Regions from separate parts of the Gossypium hirsutum genome. Here all the other regions are linked to region 1. The links are chromatin contacts, called in public Hi-C maps. All regions are on one chromosome and are shown on one strand. Each heading gives the region's core, a stretch centred on a gene start, on an enhancer-like site or on the middle of the called end of the contact. The rest is flanking DNA. Distances are from core to core; before and after follow the strand shown. Region 1 has its middle 210 kb from the start of LOC121223970. Region 2 has its middle 17 kb from the start of LOC121224054. Region 3 overlaps LOC107913657 (acyl-coenzyme A oxidase 2, peroxisomal).

Evidence for each region. A called contact is a pair of places that touch in the nucleus more often than the background predicts.
Region 2: a contact with region 1 is called in a Hi-C map of leaf, with 2.0 times the contacts expected there. The contact joins two enhancer-like sites. A contact is called at or near these places in 3 of 34 Hi-C or Micro-C datasets (anther and leaf).
Region 3: a Hi-C map of hypocotyl shows a contact between it and region 1, with 4 times the contacts expected there. The contact joins two enhancer-like sites. A contact is called at or near these places in 2 of 34 Hi-C or Micro-C datasets (hypocotyl and petal).

Annotation. Positions count from the first base shown.
Region 1 is chrD11:37,401,134-37,406,265 of Gossypium_hirsutum_v2.1, forward strand. No RefSeq gene overlaps it. Among protein-coding and RNA genes, the nearest start is that of LOC121223970, 210 kb to the left of the region's middle. Within about 2 kb of position 2,543, at least 6 of the 9 cell types and tissues checked have an H3K27ac peak or open chromatin away from gene starts, as enhancers often do. A contact at or near this core is called in hypocotyl and leaf, where this site is marked.
Region 2 is chrD11:36,910,565-36,915,696 of Gossypium_hirsutum_v2.1, forward strand. No RefSeq gene overlaps it. Among protein-coding and RNA genes, the nearest start is that of LOC121224054, 17 kb to the right of the region's middle. Within about 2 kb of position 3,082, at least 6 of the 9 cell types and tissues checked have an H3K27ac peak or open chromatin away from gene starts, as enhancers often do. A contact at or near this core is called in leaf, where this site is marked.
Region 3 is chrD11:37,068,865-37,073,996 of Gossypium_hirsutum_v2.1, forward strand. It overlaps LOC107913657 (acyl-coenzyme A oxidase 2, peroxisomal), which reads left to right. Exons shown (of 7, transcript XM_016842309.2): 3 at 1-194; 4 at 916-1,095; 5 at 1,181-1,347; 6 at 1,445-1,568; 7 at 1,775-2,202. The coding sequence ends at 1,930. Among protein-coding and RNA genes, the nearest start is that of LOC107913657, 4.9 kb to the left of the region's middle. Within about 2 kb of position 2,092, at least 3 of the 9 cell types and tissues checked have an H3K27ac peak or open chromatin away from gene starts, as enhancers often do. A contact at or near this core is called in hypocotyl, where this site is marked.

The sequences.
Region 1 (5,132 bases), core at 1,293-3,792:
GTCAAACTATGTGGAAATTGTAATCTGCACTCTAAACACGTAGAAAAACGTAATTTTTAGGTTTTTCGAGCATTCTAAGGCCTATATATGACATAAATAAGAAGATAGGAGGGAGTCGTCAGAGAATATTAAAGAAAACAACTGGAAAAACACCATTGAAGCCAACTCTAAAGCATATTTCTATCAAGATTGAAGATCTCTTTTTGAATTCTTTAAATTTTGTTATGAATTTCTTTATTTTTTGTGGTTATATTGTCCTTAAGATGTTTTTATTTGCGATTATGAATTAATTTTTCAAATACCTAGGGAGATGAACCCTAGGATGGATTAGGTTATTTGTTTTCTATTTTTACACAATAAATACTTGGATCTTGTTCTCAATTATGTGTGCTTAATTCTTGGTCTAATATTTCTAGAATATTAATCCATGTTCGATGTGCTTAAATTAAAGGAGAAATATACCCTTTTTAAGAGTAAATCTAGCGTAATTGAGTGGAGTTGCATGCAATCTTAGAAATAGAATGACATAAATCTAGCGGATTATAGTCAAATCTAATAGGGGGATCCATAGATCGATTTAATGCGACAATAGTGGTTTTAATTAGAAAGAAATTTCAATTATTTAGCCTAGAGTTAGTTGTTCTTAATCATGAAGAGAAATATTAGCATAATTTAGAGATTTCTACTGTTCAAGATACTAAGTGAAGAAATTGCATAATTTAGATTGTTAATGACAGATGAAATCTAGGTAAATTCTTCCTTAGATATTGTTTTGCTTATTGGTTGTTAATCATTTATTTTCCTGAATTGTTCTTTGCCGCATTCATAGTTAATTAGTTTAGTTAATTTTAGTTTTAATCAATCACTCCAATTATTCGGTTAAATAATAGAAAGGTGGTAATTACTAGTACTTTCAGTCTTTGTGCTTTGTGCACACCATAACTATACTATTAATTAATAAGTTTATGTCTTTGTCAAATTTTTAGTTGGTTTACGACTACAATCAAGCTTAGAAGCGAAATCTCCTTTAACAGTTGCGAAGATCACCTCGATTGCAATTGGAATCAACAACAAAATACTGAAAAACTAATATATTATGACCTTGGATCGAAGCCAAGTCCAAGTTGAAACAATAACAAAGTATAAAAATGACTAAATTGAAAAGAAAATAAAACTAAACTAAAAACCTAAAAAATATTAGAATGACGCACTTGGCCAAGGCTCCTAAAATGAGACTTAACATGCGTATTTATAAATTTTATACTCAAACCTAATTAGGGTTGCTAAACAGCCCAAAATTATGATTAAGATACATTGTGAGGACTAAAATACACCTAATTAATTTTTCCTATTTGTCAGTCAGTGCCGCGACACCATAGGACCGGTCTCGCAACACTGCCTTCAAAATTTGGGTACTTTGGCTTTGAAATCTGGTGTTGCAACACGACTTCCCGATGTCGTGGAATGGCTGTCGTCCCTTGGCTTCTAAGCCCGAAAATAGTGTCCTATGCACTAGATAAATTCGTTAGATCATCCCTAGACCCACAGTGGCCCATTAGGTCGTACATAACTCAAAATTGAGTAAAAACGCTCATTTTGCATTAATTAAACACAAAGCAATAAAAATTGAAAACAAAATAAAACACATAAAAATGTTATAAAACAAGCCCGTTAAATGTTAGAAAGACCTTAATTTGCCACAACAAATTATGGCAGATCAGTGTCACTGTGGGATAGGCACCAACAGCAACTCAATGCATTGTTAAGTTCTCACATCACTTTTTTCTTTAATTTCTTTGACTTTTGGGTGAAAGCTTCGTTTGGCTTGGTGGGTTTTTGCTCAAAGTAGCCAGTACTCTTTTGCCTCGCATGCCCAGGTATGAATATAAGGGAAAGTAGGGCCTTGTCCCCAAAATGGAAAATTATAATTTAGTCCCTTTATAATGATAAATTTATAAGTTAATATATAGTAAAATTAAACTTTAGCCTCTTAAAAAATAAAAACATTCTATATAGTCCCCTAAACATGATGAAATTATAAATTAATATATGATAAAATTATATATTTTAACCTCTAAAAAGTTCACAATTCAATTCCAGCCCACTAAAAAATCTCTAAATCCACCCGAGTATACCATTTTCTATTTTGACTAGACATACCTTTTATATATCATTTTGAATTTGTTAATACTTTTTTTGAAATTTATCAGTCTTAATTCATGTTTGTCACACATAATGAATATATACATACGCGTAACTAATGATAATATATTAGTTTTGAATACTTTTCATGTTATGATCAGAATCGGAGAGGAGAAAAGAAACAGAATTTGGAGAGGAAAGAAGAATTTTGAGAGAAGAAACAGTGTGAATAACAGTTTTCATTCATAACCGACCTATCACACCGGTTTTATAGGAAATAAAATAAAAATAAAATAAAGGAATTACAGCTATGGTAGTTAAAATAACAAACTGGATGATGACCATACGCTCCGCTTCATTAATCCCCTACTACGCCCCATTTTGCTTAACTCTCCCAAGCTACGACTCAGCCCAAACTTTCTATAATCCAATAGTTAGGCCCAACACAGAATTTAGTCCATAACAATACTCTCCCCTCGAAGAGGATCATTGTCCTCAATGATCTATATGAGGGAAAGCATCCTTGATTTGCTGGAAAGGTTCCCAAGTGGCATCTTCTGGAAATGAATTTTCCCATCCAATTAGTACTTCTGTGACTGTTGCATTACCATGCTTCACCATTCTCCTGTCTAGGATTCTAATAGGCTCTTAGGCCCAATATCCGTGGTCATCAATCACTGGTAACTCTGCTTGCACAAAAGCAGCTCCCACATGTTTCTTAAGCTGAGAGACATGGAAAATGGAATGAATTCGAGGCCTTAAGGTAATTGTAACTTGTAAGCTACCTTCCCTATCTTTTCTTCCACTTTGAAGGGACCAAAGAATCTAGGAGCTAGCTTCTGATTCACCAATCTCCTTACAGAGTGTTGTCTGTAAGGTTAGAGCTTCAAATAAACCAGGTCTCCCACCTCAAATTGCCTGTCAGTCCTATGCCTATCTGCCTGCTGTCTCATTCTATCTCGTGCTCTCTTCAGATGAAACTGGAGTAACTTCCTTGCAGCCTCTCGATGCTACAAACTTCTATCATCAGTGGCCACTAAGGATGCACTAGCCAAATATGGCATGTGATATGGAGGGGGTCTGTCCATACAATGCCTCATAAGGTGTTGTGTGAATAGAAGTATGAAAAGTAGAGTTATACCACCATTCAACAAGTGGTAGCCACTTCGCCCAATCTTGTGGCCTTTTTACAGACATACACCTTAGGTAACTCTGAAGACACCTGTTCAACACCTCAGTTTGTCCATCTATTTCTTGATGGTAGGCAGTGGAAAGATGAAGCCTTGTACCAACCTTTTGAAACAGGTCCTACTAGAAGGTAGTGATAAATACCTTGTCCCTATCAGATACAATCGAATCTGGTATACCATATAGCTTATAGACATTTTCCATGAATAATTGAGCTACTGTTACAGCAGGAAAGGGATGAGACAAAGCAATAAAATGACCGTACTTAGTCAATCGGTCTACCACTACCAGAATAACACTTTTACCAAATGAACTTGGAAGACCCTCTATGAAATCCATAGAGATTGATGACCAAGCCTTATCTGGTATTGGAAGAGGTGGTAGTAAGCCTGGAGGTGCAACATTTTTTTACTTGCATTTTTGGCAAATGGAACACTCTCTTATCCAATTATTAATATCATTGGATAGTCCCTTCCAATGCAATAAACTGCCTATTCTTCTTTTAGTAGCATGGATTCCTGAGTGCCCTCCCAAAGCACTTGCATGGAAAAGCTGAAACAATTCATGTCTGAGGTTAGCCACATCACCTACCACAATTTTGCCTTTCCTTCTAAGGAACCTGCCATCCCAATTGTACTTTGGCTGCTTAGTTCCTTGTTGTTGAACCTTTAAGCGCAGTTTTTGAGCATTGGGATCATCTTAATAAGAATCTTGGACCCTTGAAAGTAGGTGAGAACTAATGATACTACCAGTGAACTGCAGGGATTGGCCATTTTTCAGAGACTGATTCCTGGACAAGGCATCTGCTGCAGCGTTACCAGACCCCTTCCTATAAACCACTTCATAATCATAGCCTATCATCTTTGCAACCCCACTTTTGTTGGAAAGAGGTAACTAAGACTTGATCAGTCAAGAATGCTTGCCAATTTTAAATAATGAAAATTAAATTATATTGAAATTATTTTATTTTAGCCCAAAATGTTAAAATGAAATTCTTTCAAGAATTAAAAGCTTTTATATAGATAATTAGTTTATCAAAAATTTAGAATTGTTTATAAATTGGATACCTCGTTAATATTTCAGAAAAAAGAGAGTAACTTATTATTTTAATTATTTGTTTGTTAAATGATTAGATGATTGTTAGAGTGGTAAGAGCTAGAAAGAGATTGTATCTCCCCCTAAAACCATTATGCTATATAAGTAAAGAGGTATATGGGGAATATGTATAGTGGAATTTTTCAGTTAAAAGAAATATGATATATTGGTGATAGTAGAGAAGGTTGATAGATATTAAAGAAAGTTGAAACAAATAGTACGTTGTGAGATATTAAATTGAGGTATGAACTAAATTATAAAGAAGTGAAAAGTGAATGAGTTAAATTGTAAATATTTAAAATAGGGTTAAATTGAAAATGTGGAAAAGTTGAAGGACTAAAGTTATAATTATACCAAAAGTGGGAATGGCTCAATTATAAATATTATAAATTGTTAGGGGTCAATTGGCCATTTTACAAGTGAGATAATTTTTAGTAAAATTATTAAAATGCCCTTAGACATGTGTATTAAATTTGAGTCATTGGATAAAAAATAATTATATTTATTTTATGGAATTGTTGGCAGCATATTTATCATTGGAGCTTGATGGAAAATGTGATTACATATGTGCTCTTGGATTGAAATTAATGTTTGAGATATTTTATTAGCACTCTTGTGCTTATTGTATTTATTTTATGTATTCTTCTCGGTTGTCCATCGTTTATCAAAGGCTTCCTGATATAAATGAAGTTAAGTGACGTAAACAT
Region 2 (5,132 bases), core at 1,832-4,331, 490 kb before region 1:
AATAAAAAGTTAAATTTCAAATTTATATGAAATACAAAAACTAATAGTTTCTCTCTTTATTCTTATAAGATGGGCCCCGTGCGTTTTGTGAGGCTCTCTTTAGGTTGACTTTAGTTTTATCTTATGATTTTTAGTCTCTCCACCCAAAACAAAAATACAAGCACTAACTGAATTCAAAATGACAAAACTAAATAATTTTAGACAATTTATTTTCAAATAAATCCATGATTTGAATGTGCGACATTAAAACTCCTATTTACCATTAAACAAATTTATTGGCAAAACTATTCGGTTTATATATATGCATTAAATGATTATATATTTATCCATATAATACAAAATCAAATCCATGCGTATATTTATTTTCTTAGAAAAATGATTCGAAATTTTACGTGAAAAAATTATAATTTTATTGTTAAATTGATAATTCACAAATTAAAACATCAATTATACATAAAATTATAAAAGCATGCTAAATTAATTACATTTTCCTGGTTTAAATTTTAGTGGGAGCTCAAATATGGAGGTCCTAACTTTACTTGTAATTTGAATAGCTGTATGCAAATATCAATCCAAAAAGTCCATTTCTAGCCAACTAAATACTATTTCTAGCCAACCAAACACTAATCAATCGAAACTAACATATTACAATAAAATAATCAAATATATATATATCCATATCCAATTTCCATTGAAGTAGCTTTTCTTTGCTAAACGGCAAACCATTTCCAGTCCACTAGTTTATAAATTTGTCTTTAATAATAAAATTATTCAATTAGATGACATTGACTTAAAAAAAAAACAAATTATTGACTTTGCGCTAATTGTCAACTCTAAATTGTCGAAATATAGTGGTTGAGATCATCATAATGATAAAGCAACAAAGCGGATGTGGCGCATATTAAACCACACGACGGCTTGATTTGACTTTAAATTGGTTTTTTATTCTAAAATTTGTTCACCAACGCCATTATGGATTAGGTTTTATTGAAAGTAATGGCAATTATATTGCTAGTTACCCAATTATAAAGCTAATGCTAACACAATTAGTTTTGTCCACTTTGAACAAATTATCTTTATTTGGTAATTATGTTATATATTTTACTTGGCTATTATAGATTAAAATATTAGGGGTTTTGTTGAGTTTGGTGTTGTAGTAGTATTAATTATTAAAGTAGGGTAAAAGGTATAGTTATTATTAAATCATATCTTGATAAAATGAAATGAATGTTTAAGAGAAGTGTGGTTTAATTGATTTATTTTGAAAGTTCATAAAACCATAGTTAGCAATAGCTAGGTTTTCGTTTTAATGATATGTATTAATCCATCAATAAATTTTAAATTTGACTATTTGTTATGAATATATTTGCTAATAGAATTAATCAAAGTTATGAATATATTTTGTTTTTTAATTAATTCTGATTATATTTTGGTGTTCTTTGAGAATTTGATATTCTCTATTTTTTATATAATATCTAGAACTACTTATATTCTTTTTTCAATATTTAAATAAGAGGATAAATACGTTTTACTCGAACTTACATTTTTTTTATTGATGATGATGTCGATACTAATTAAACTAAAACTCAATCAATTGATATTCGCTAATTTTGTATCCCGATTTTAAACGTTTCATTTCTAATAAATTTCGACTTAACAAAAAAAAAATAGGCCCTACATTTAAAGTAATGAGATTTAAAAGCCAAATAATTTATATTATATCTCAATATTTAAATTGTCTAAGGTTTGGACTACTTATTCCATCTAATAGGCCCTACTTTTTTGGATTGAGGCCCGCCTTAGATAAAGTTATTCATAATTCGGCTGGTTTGAAAGGATCGAAATTACCACTTAGCAACAAAAATTGTTTTAATTTAAATTTAATTACAAAGTATATTAATATGAAGGATAATTATTTGATACATTATGAATATTTTTTTTTAATTTTACAAGTGACAAGTGTTATATTTATTTATATAATTAATTTTTTTATTTTTATTATATCCTATAATATATTTATTAAATTTTCAACTTATTTATGGAGTTTAAACGGTACATGAAATAAATTTTCAAATACTAATATAAAAATATAATTTAATATTTTATGAATAATTGTTGAAACATAAAAGATTTTCAAATAACAATTTAATTAGATTTGACTCTCGACTAAATACGACTCGATCCATGTCCTGATGTGCACATCTAGCCTATAAGCGTAAAAGAAAATTACTTGCCGCTAAAGAAAAAGAAAAGTCAGGCTAAATCATTAATTACTATATGGACTCTTTAGGCTTTCAAACCATATAAAAGAATATTGTTTGTGCACAAACATTAAAGAGAATTGAAGAACTCACATTGTCTTTTCTTAAATTTTGATGGCAAAAATGAAAAATAAAAAATAAAAAATAAAAAATAAAAAATAAATCATATTTGTTAATAATACTTGTACATTGAAAAAGTCTAATGTAGTATCTAAATTATCAATATGTGTTTTATTATATTACCTGATGTTAACAATATTAGTGAATTATTAAATCAACCAATTAAAGTTTGATATATAGAATATTTTTTCAAATCATGGAATCCACATAAGGAGACAACATGAGTTCCATAAATTATGACCTGCCAAAACCACTAATCAATAATGGTTGGACATGTGTCCGTCATATTAGCTGGCGGAAACTTAAATGACGACCTTTCAAAATTCAAGAAAGACACTGTCCAAAAGTCTCATTTGCACAACACATGCTACTCTTCACCAAACATACATTCCACGCGCATTCATCATTATAAACAAAAAATGATGATCCTCTCAAGGAAGGTTGCTTTATATCATCTTCCCTTAACTTGGGGGTAATTGTTATAAAATACTTTGGTAATGTAAGCTTCGCCCCCTTATCTCATTGTGGCACAACTTTGTCAGCCTTGTCAAGAGCAACAATTTGCCAAGGTCGGGTTTCGTGAACATATACATGCATAACATGTAAAACTCTTATGATCTACCTCATAATGACAGGTGTTGAGAGGTTTCTTGCATGACTCACACATGGGACTTTGCCTAATCGTCTCCATCCTATCGCCGCTTATCTAAAGGGTTATTATGCTCCCCAAGTGTCTGACCAAGATGAGACATGTGTCAAAATCCAAGACTAAGAGAGGGCCACTCTCACCTATAAATACTAGTCCTTAGCCTTGGAAAGGTCTTATGTTTTTCCTCTTACTCTTTATCTTAAGAATAGAACACCTTCCCTTACGACTCTCGATATGTTCTTCGCCCTATGAATCGTCATCTCCTCTTCCAAATTTGATTCGTCATTAACAAAAATTAAATTTCATTTTTAAATGAAGTAGAAAAAATTCTCAACCGAGAATAAAAGTTTGATCTAGCACGATTAGTAAAAAAGCTTACATAAGTTAGTTCATATAGTGATCTATTTTTTTATTGTACAAAATCTAGATGAAAATAAAGTAATCAAGTAAACTTCCAAATTTTTAATACAATTCTAAGTCTGAATAAAATAATATAAATTTATTATCACACCGTATATCGATTATGAACCAAAATATGAACCAATGCATTGAGCAAATTCCTTCTTAAAGCTAAAATAGAGTTACACAAAAATGAAAAAAAATACAATTCTATTAAAAATTTAAGTTCAAATCTCACTTCAAATCCCACTAATATAATAACTACGTATATATTAGTGGGAGACATGATGATTAAGGTATTTCTATGTGGCTGTGAATTAGTTTTGGTGATAGGGGTCGGAAGGACTAATAGTTAGGAGAAGCATTCTACTCTAGGGATGATTCTTTTATTTTCCTGTTTTGTTTCTTTTATCTTATTTTCAATGGAAGAGAGAAAGATTGAGGAATGTTCTTGCATGAAGGAAAGAGACTAGGGATAGCAATTGGAAATCTTGCATGCTTGTAAGTTTTCTAATCTCTCTACATTAGCAAATTCAAGAAAAAGAGGGTAGATAAGGGTATCAATTAATTATTGGTTCTGTTCTGTTTTGAGGTAAAGTGACAAATATGTTGGATCTAGTGCCCTAAGTGTAGTATATTCATTTGTAAAACATGTAATTTTTTCCTAATATATTGATTAATAAAAAAATTCATTTATTACAATTAATAAACTTTGTATTATTGTCCTCAAATGGTTTTTGCATGCAAAGGAAAATAGTAGCAAATGTTGCTCACTGGTTGTCTATTACTTAAACTAATACTAAGTGGTATTACGTGGTTAGATCATAGTATAGAAAGATAACTTATATTAGTATACGAACCTAAACATGTCCTTAGTCTAATTGGAAATGAGAAAATCGATTGAAAGACTAATATGTTGTCTATCATGTCCAATTGGAGAGATGCCTTGTCTTAGGCATCAGAGTGGATGACTCCAAGAAGATAGAGACATATGTGACTGACTGGACTGACAGTACATCTAATTGGACTCAACCAGAATAGATCCTAAATTCGTTTATGGATTTATTCACTTGAGACGTTCATAGTGTGACATACCTAAATCTTGAGTGGATGGCAGACTATGTATGTGGGACTTGTACACTTTAATGTAAGAAAAAGCCTGAGTTTGAATAGATAAAGAATCGAAAGTTGGTGCGTTGGGTGTACGACTTCTATTGTACGTAGAATCATTCACAATAGTAGAATTCATAGCCTGAGACATGGGTAAATAATATCCTTTCATTGACATGCATGGTAATGAAAAGTAAATGTGGCCACTGTTCATCTGTCTTTGTGATGGATGACTTGATCACTATTTGATAGTGATGGACTTTTCATGAAGGAAGATGTAATGGTTATCATGAGATAAAATAAGATTATATTTGGAGAGCGGATATTATCCTAAAAAGATCAAGGATATCCTATGAGGGTAACACATTTATGATAAGGCCATTGGACAAGCACTAAGTAGTTGCTTTCGTAATGGTATGTCATTAGGGAGAGGTCAATCACGATACTATAGCGGAATAACTTCGTGACTAAATGAGTTTATAATTAATAAGTGAAAAATTGAAACTTAATTATAAATCATTTGAGCCTTAATTACATATGTCTAATCAGTCACTTCGCTAGCTTGTTGAAACCATAAATGAATTGAGTGTTTG
Region 3 (5,132 bases), core at 842-3,341, 330 kb before region 1:
TGGTTGGAGATGTGCATGCTCTTTCTGCAGGCCTGAAGTCCTATGTGACATCATTTACAGCAAAGTCATTGAGTACCTGCAGGGAAGCCTGTGGAGGTCATGGGTATGCTGCTGTCAACCGGTTTGGTACCTTGAGGAATGATCATGACATTTTCCAGACATTTGAAGGAGACAATACAGTACTTCTGCAACAGGTATAAGACAAACCCCTTTATATCACAACCTTGCATGAGAATTTACAATGTTAGTTTTGGTATAAAGAATTAAGTGTCTAGAAATATGTTAGATATACGGTATATAAAAGGATCAGGAGTGACCCCTTTAGATGGCTTTTGTGTTTAATGTCATCTTTACTCCAAGCCTTTAGGTACACTGCCTAACTGAGCTTTTCTTCAAATCTCTATTCAGTTATGAACCACTTAGAAGTTAGATTGCCAATCTTTTCATGCCTTCTACATCCATTCATCATGATTCTTCAAATATGGTCACCGCTTATCCTTTCTTTGATTCCTCTTCATTTCTTCTCCTGACATATAGAAGCTCTTTTGTCTCTATGACCTGCATTTTTTTAAAATGTGTTATAGAACCTTGTTGTTGATCCATTTACATGGACTCCTTGGGTCTGATTAGATTTTTTTTGTTATGTTTATTCAAGGCAATAGGGAAATTTGTTGACTTTGTTATTCTGAAGTGTTTTATTCTTTCTTCGGGGACTGGAAATGTGGTTCAGGGGGGGGGGGGATTTAGTTTGTTAACAACTGTCTTTTACCGATGACACCAATCTTCTCATCAGTCATTAGTATCAGTTCTGTATGCAAGGGCCTTTGGATTGTTTTCCTTCATCGGAACCTAATATGTATTGTAGTCTGGTCTTAACGTTGATAAACTTCATAAGAACCTTTTACTGGGATGTAGGTAGCTGCAGATTTATTGAAGCAATACAAGGACAAGTTCCAAGGTGGTGCTCTTTCTGTCACATGGAACTACTTGAGAGAATCTATGAACACATACTTGTCTCAGCCAAATCCTGTAACTGCCCGTTGGGAAAGTGAAGATCACTTGCGAGACCCTAAATTTCAGTTGGATGCTTTCCGGGTGAGTGTTTTCTTCATTATTGTAATTCAGTGTTTTGTCAGTTTAAACTGCAAGTAACACAATCTTTTACAATTTTGGTATGCAGTACCGAACGTCAAGACTTCTTCAAAGTGTAGCAGCACGACTTCAAAAGCACACCAAAACTCTTGGCAGCTTTGGTGCTTGGAATAGGTGTCTGAATCACCTTCTCACACTTGCAGAGTCTCATATTGAATCTGTCATCCTCGCAAAGTTTATTGAAGCTGTTCAGAAGTACTTCCTAAACTCAGCCACCAAATTCATTCCTTTTCTTTCTACTTGCCACATATATAAATTTGAGTTTCTTAATTGTTTTGAATGTAATTTTTAGCTGTCCTGATGCAAGCAGTCAAGCTGCTCTAAAACTTTTATGCGATCTGTATGCCCTGGATCGGATCTGGAAAGACATAGGAACATACCGTAATGTTGATTATGTTGCACCAAACAAAGCTAAGGTATAGTGTTATTCAGAACAGTTTAGTCTTTATAAGATATAAAAGGGGTTCTTTTTATATTGTTACCATCCCTGGAGAACAGGAATGACTATAAACATCTCATGCACGGTTATAACACGTCCTAATATTTGTGTATATTCGAGTTATTAGACTTGCTATAGATACAATTTTTGTGAGGTTTCATTACATTTTTTTCCTCCACTCAGGCAATCAACAAGCTCACACAGTACTTGAGTTTCCAAGTTCGAAATATTGCCGGGGAATTTATTGATGCATTTGATCTTCCGCCTTATATTTTAAGGGCCCCGATCGCAATGCAGTCAGAAGCATATTCTCAGTACACACAGCTTGTGGGGTTCTAATTGAGACCCAAAAATAGGAGGAACAAACAAGTGGTTCCCACAATTAGATAGAATTTTTTAATATATTTGATTCTTTTGCCAGATTAAATTAAGGGTTAAGGTTAATGCAGTTGTTGAAACCCAGGTTGATAGCCTAGGTTGGAAAGAACAATACGTGAAACTTGAAAGAACAATATGCTGAAGCTTGAACTCTGATTTGTTTGTAACTGTATTATGAACCATACATATTTTTCTTTTCTTGAATAAAAGAATAGCAACCTATGTTAGATTTACTTGATGCATGTCATTTTTCAGTGTTATAGTTTAAAAAAGAGCATGAATCAAGTAAGACTTCCTGATTGCAAGTAACAAGCAACGGTAACAAAACTAAAAAAGACCCAACGAATACCATTTTCCAATAATCCTTTTGCACTCCGAAAGGAATGGCAGGATAAAGGCAGATTATTCCGTAAAAAATCACAATTAGAAAAATATTTAACCTTAAAACTGGATATATTGAACTTGGTCAGACCACAAAAACCTTGTCCTCCACTGGGCTTGGCACACAATTGTTGCCATTGTACCCAGTGGATGCCACGCTTGTTAGGGCCCTGCCACCAATAAAAGTTTATAATTAAAGTCATTTTTATCACATAATGAAAATGCAGTCTCAAGTAACATAGATTTAATTAAAACCTCACATCCCCTTGAGATAAGTAACGAGTACACCAACCCTTGATTTTCTCCGTTTGATTCTATTGCAAAGGCCCTGGAAACACTACTTATTTCTCCCAAACCATAATTGGTAGACTTAATACTTCGGATTCATAAGTGCCCGCACATTTAAAATACGAAGAACCTTTGAGCAAACCTGATCCCAAACATTTGCACTAAAAAACAATAGGAAATTTTTAAAATTTATAGATTGATTAGTGTGGCAAGGATAGAATTTTAGTCTCGCAATTCGTGTGACTTTAGATAATTTTTTAATTTCAAATCTGTCTAAGTCAGCTTAGCTCTCCAAAAGTGACAATTCACAATAAAAATTCTCCATAGCACCGAAAATAAATCAAAAGCAACTCAAAGACAAAAGAACAACAAAAGAACAGAATAGCCACAAGTAGAGGTGTCCATGGTCGGACTAGGTTAGGCTCAGGCCCAACTTGAAAAATGAGCCTAAAATTTTGCCTAAGTCCAGCCCGGATAAAAATACTAAAACTTGAGTCCGACTCGGCCCGCCCGTATTAATTTTTTATATACTTTTAAAAAATATATATAATACATCAAAAATACTAAAAATATTAAAATAAATATTTCCCAACAAATTGAAAATAAATTAAAAAATAAATATGCTTAAATAACACTAAGATAAGTGCAACTTGACAAGCAAATGCCTCTAAAATAGTAACGAAATTAATAATAAAATAAGAGTTATACAATATTTAAACACTAATAACAAAATAGCAGTAACATAATAGTGAAATTGTAGCAAAATAGTGAAAAATAAAATAAAATAACAACAAAACAATAAAAATAGTAAAAAAAATAGCAAATTTTTTTGCATATTCGGGTTAGGCCAGAAAAACCTTACCTGAGGCTAGTTTTCTAAATGGGCCTTATTTTTTTACCCAAGCCCATTTTTTGGGCCTAAATTTTTACCCAAACCCTTCCACTTTTTAGGTGGACCTTCGGGTCGAGCTGTTTAACCCCTCAGATCGGGCCTAGACGCTACAACCCAATCTGAGTAATTACATGGGCCATAGAGATGGCCAAAACGTTTTTATAAGAAAAACTCACTTGTCTTGGAAATATGTCATTTTTAAAACATCGTGTTCCTTTCAATAAAAATTTATTTGTTCCTTTTTAATTAAAAATATTCATACTGTAACTTAATTTTTAAATCACAAATTTGTAGTGGCTAATAATTATTAAAATGCTTATTATTCGTTTAAAAAACATATAAAAATAATTCATTGAATATTATCCCAAAATATCAAAATAGAAATCCATGCCATACTTCAGAATTTAAAAATAAAGTCCAAAAAGTTATTAAGACAAACCCAAATTAAAGTCCATAATAGAAATCCAAAATGAACTCATATAGTTAGTAAAAGCCCCACATTATTAAAAAAAGTACCCATGACCAAGAGATCATTAATTCAAGAGCCCCCCTAAAGATCTAAATCTGAGCCAAATTACGAGGATTACTTGAGATACACACATAACATGGGTGAGCTTTAAAAAGCTCAGTGTGAGATCGTCACAAACATATATTTCAACACGTAGCATAACACATCCTAATCATCATAAATATAACTTTCACAAAATTCACATATCATCAGATTTAATGAACATAACAAGTTATGCTTCTGTAATAATGCACATTTCAGAAGATTTCCTACCCATCTTCGCAACACTCCAATATCGAGTTCCCCAAAACTCATCCATCCGATAACACACTATTTGTGGACAAGCCACCATATAGATACCAATAAACAGTCACATAACACATCATGGACAAGGCACCACATAATTGCCGATAACGACCACATAATCGCAATTAAACTACCACATAGCTTCCTTCTTTCATAATCCCGTCCTATGCATGTGATATGGCCATTTTAACACATATATTTCACTTTTTACATTTTTTGCATATTCATGCTCGTAACTCATATTTCTCAATTTTTACACATATGCATGTATCATACTCGCATTTTCACATATCACATAGTTTTCACTTTAACATACTTTAATATACATATTTATATTATTGATCCAGGATCAATCAGAGCAATAACTTTTGTGTCAGAGATAGAAAATGTACTAGCAATAATATTTGGAGCAGAAGCTTCTTCACGCGCACATATCGCATAGGCTCTTACTAGTGCTCATGCCTCGAACCTCAAACCAGAGTCCTTAGTCACACTACGGCTATTATCCACATTCCTAGGGTTCCTCAGCGGTCTCCCTCTTGCAATTATATTACTCTGTTGAACAGTCTAAATCTTGTCTTTTTCAGGTAACTCTGGACAATCCCGAATAAAATGTTACTGCAAACCACATTTGAAACAAGCTCCGCCTTTCATCCAGCATTCACCAAAATGTCATTGTCCACATTGCTGACAATCAGGTTTGTTGGCTTTCACAGTGCCAACACTTGCTATTGATGTACCTTGAGCTTTAGAACTTGCGTGTTGCTTACCACAATCTCTACTAGGAT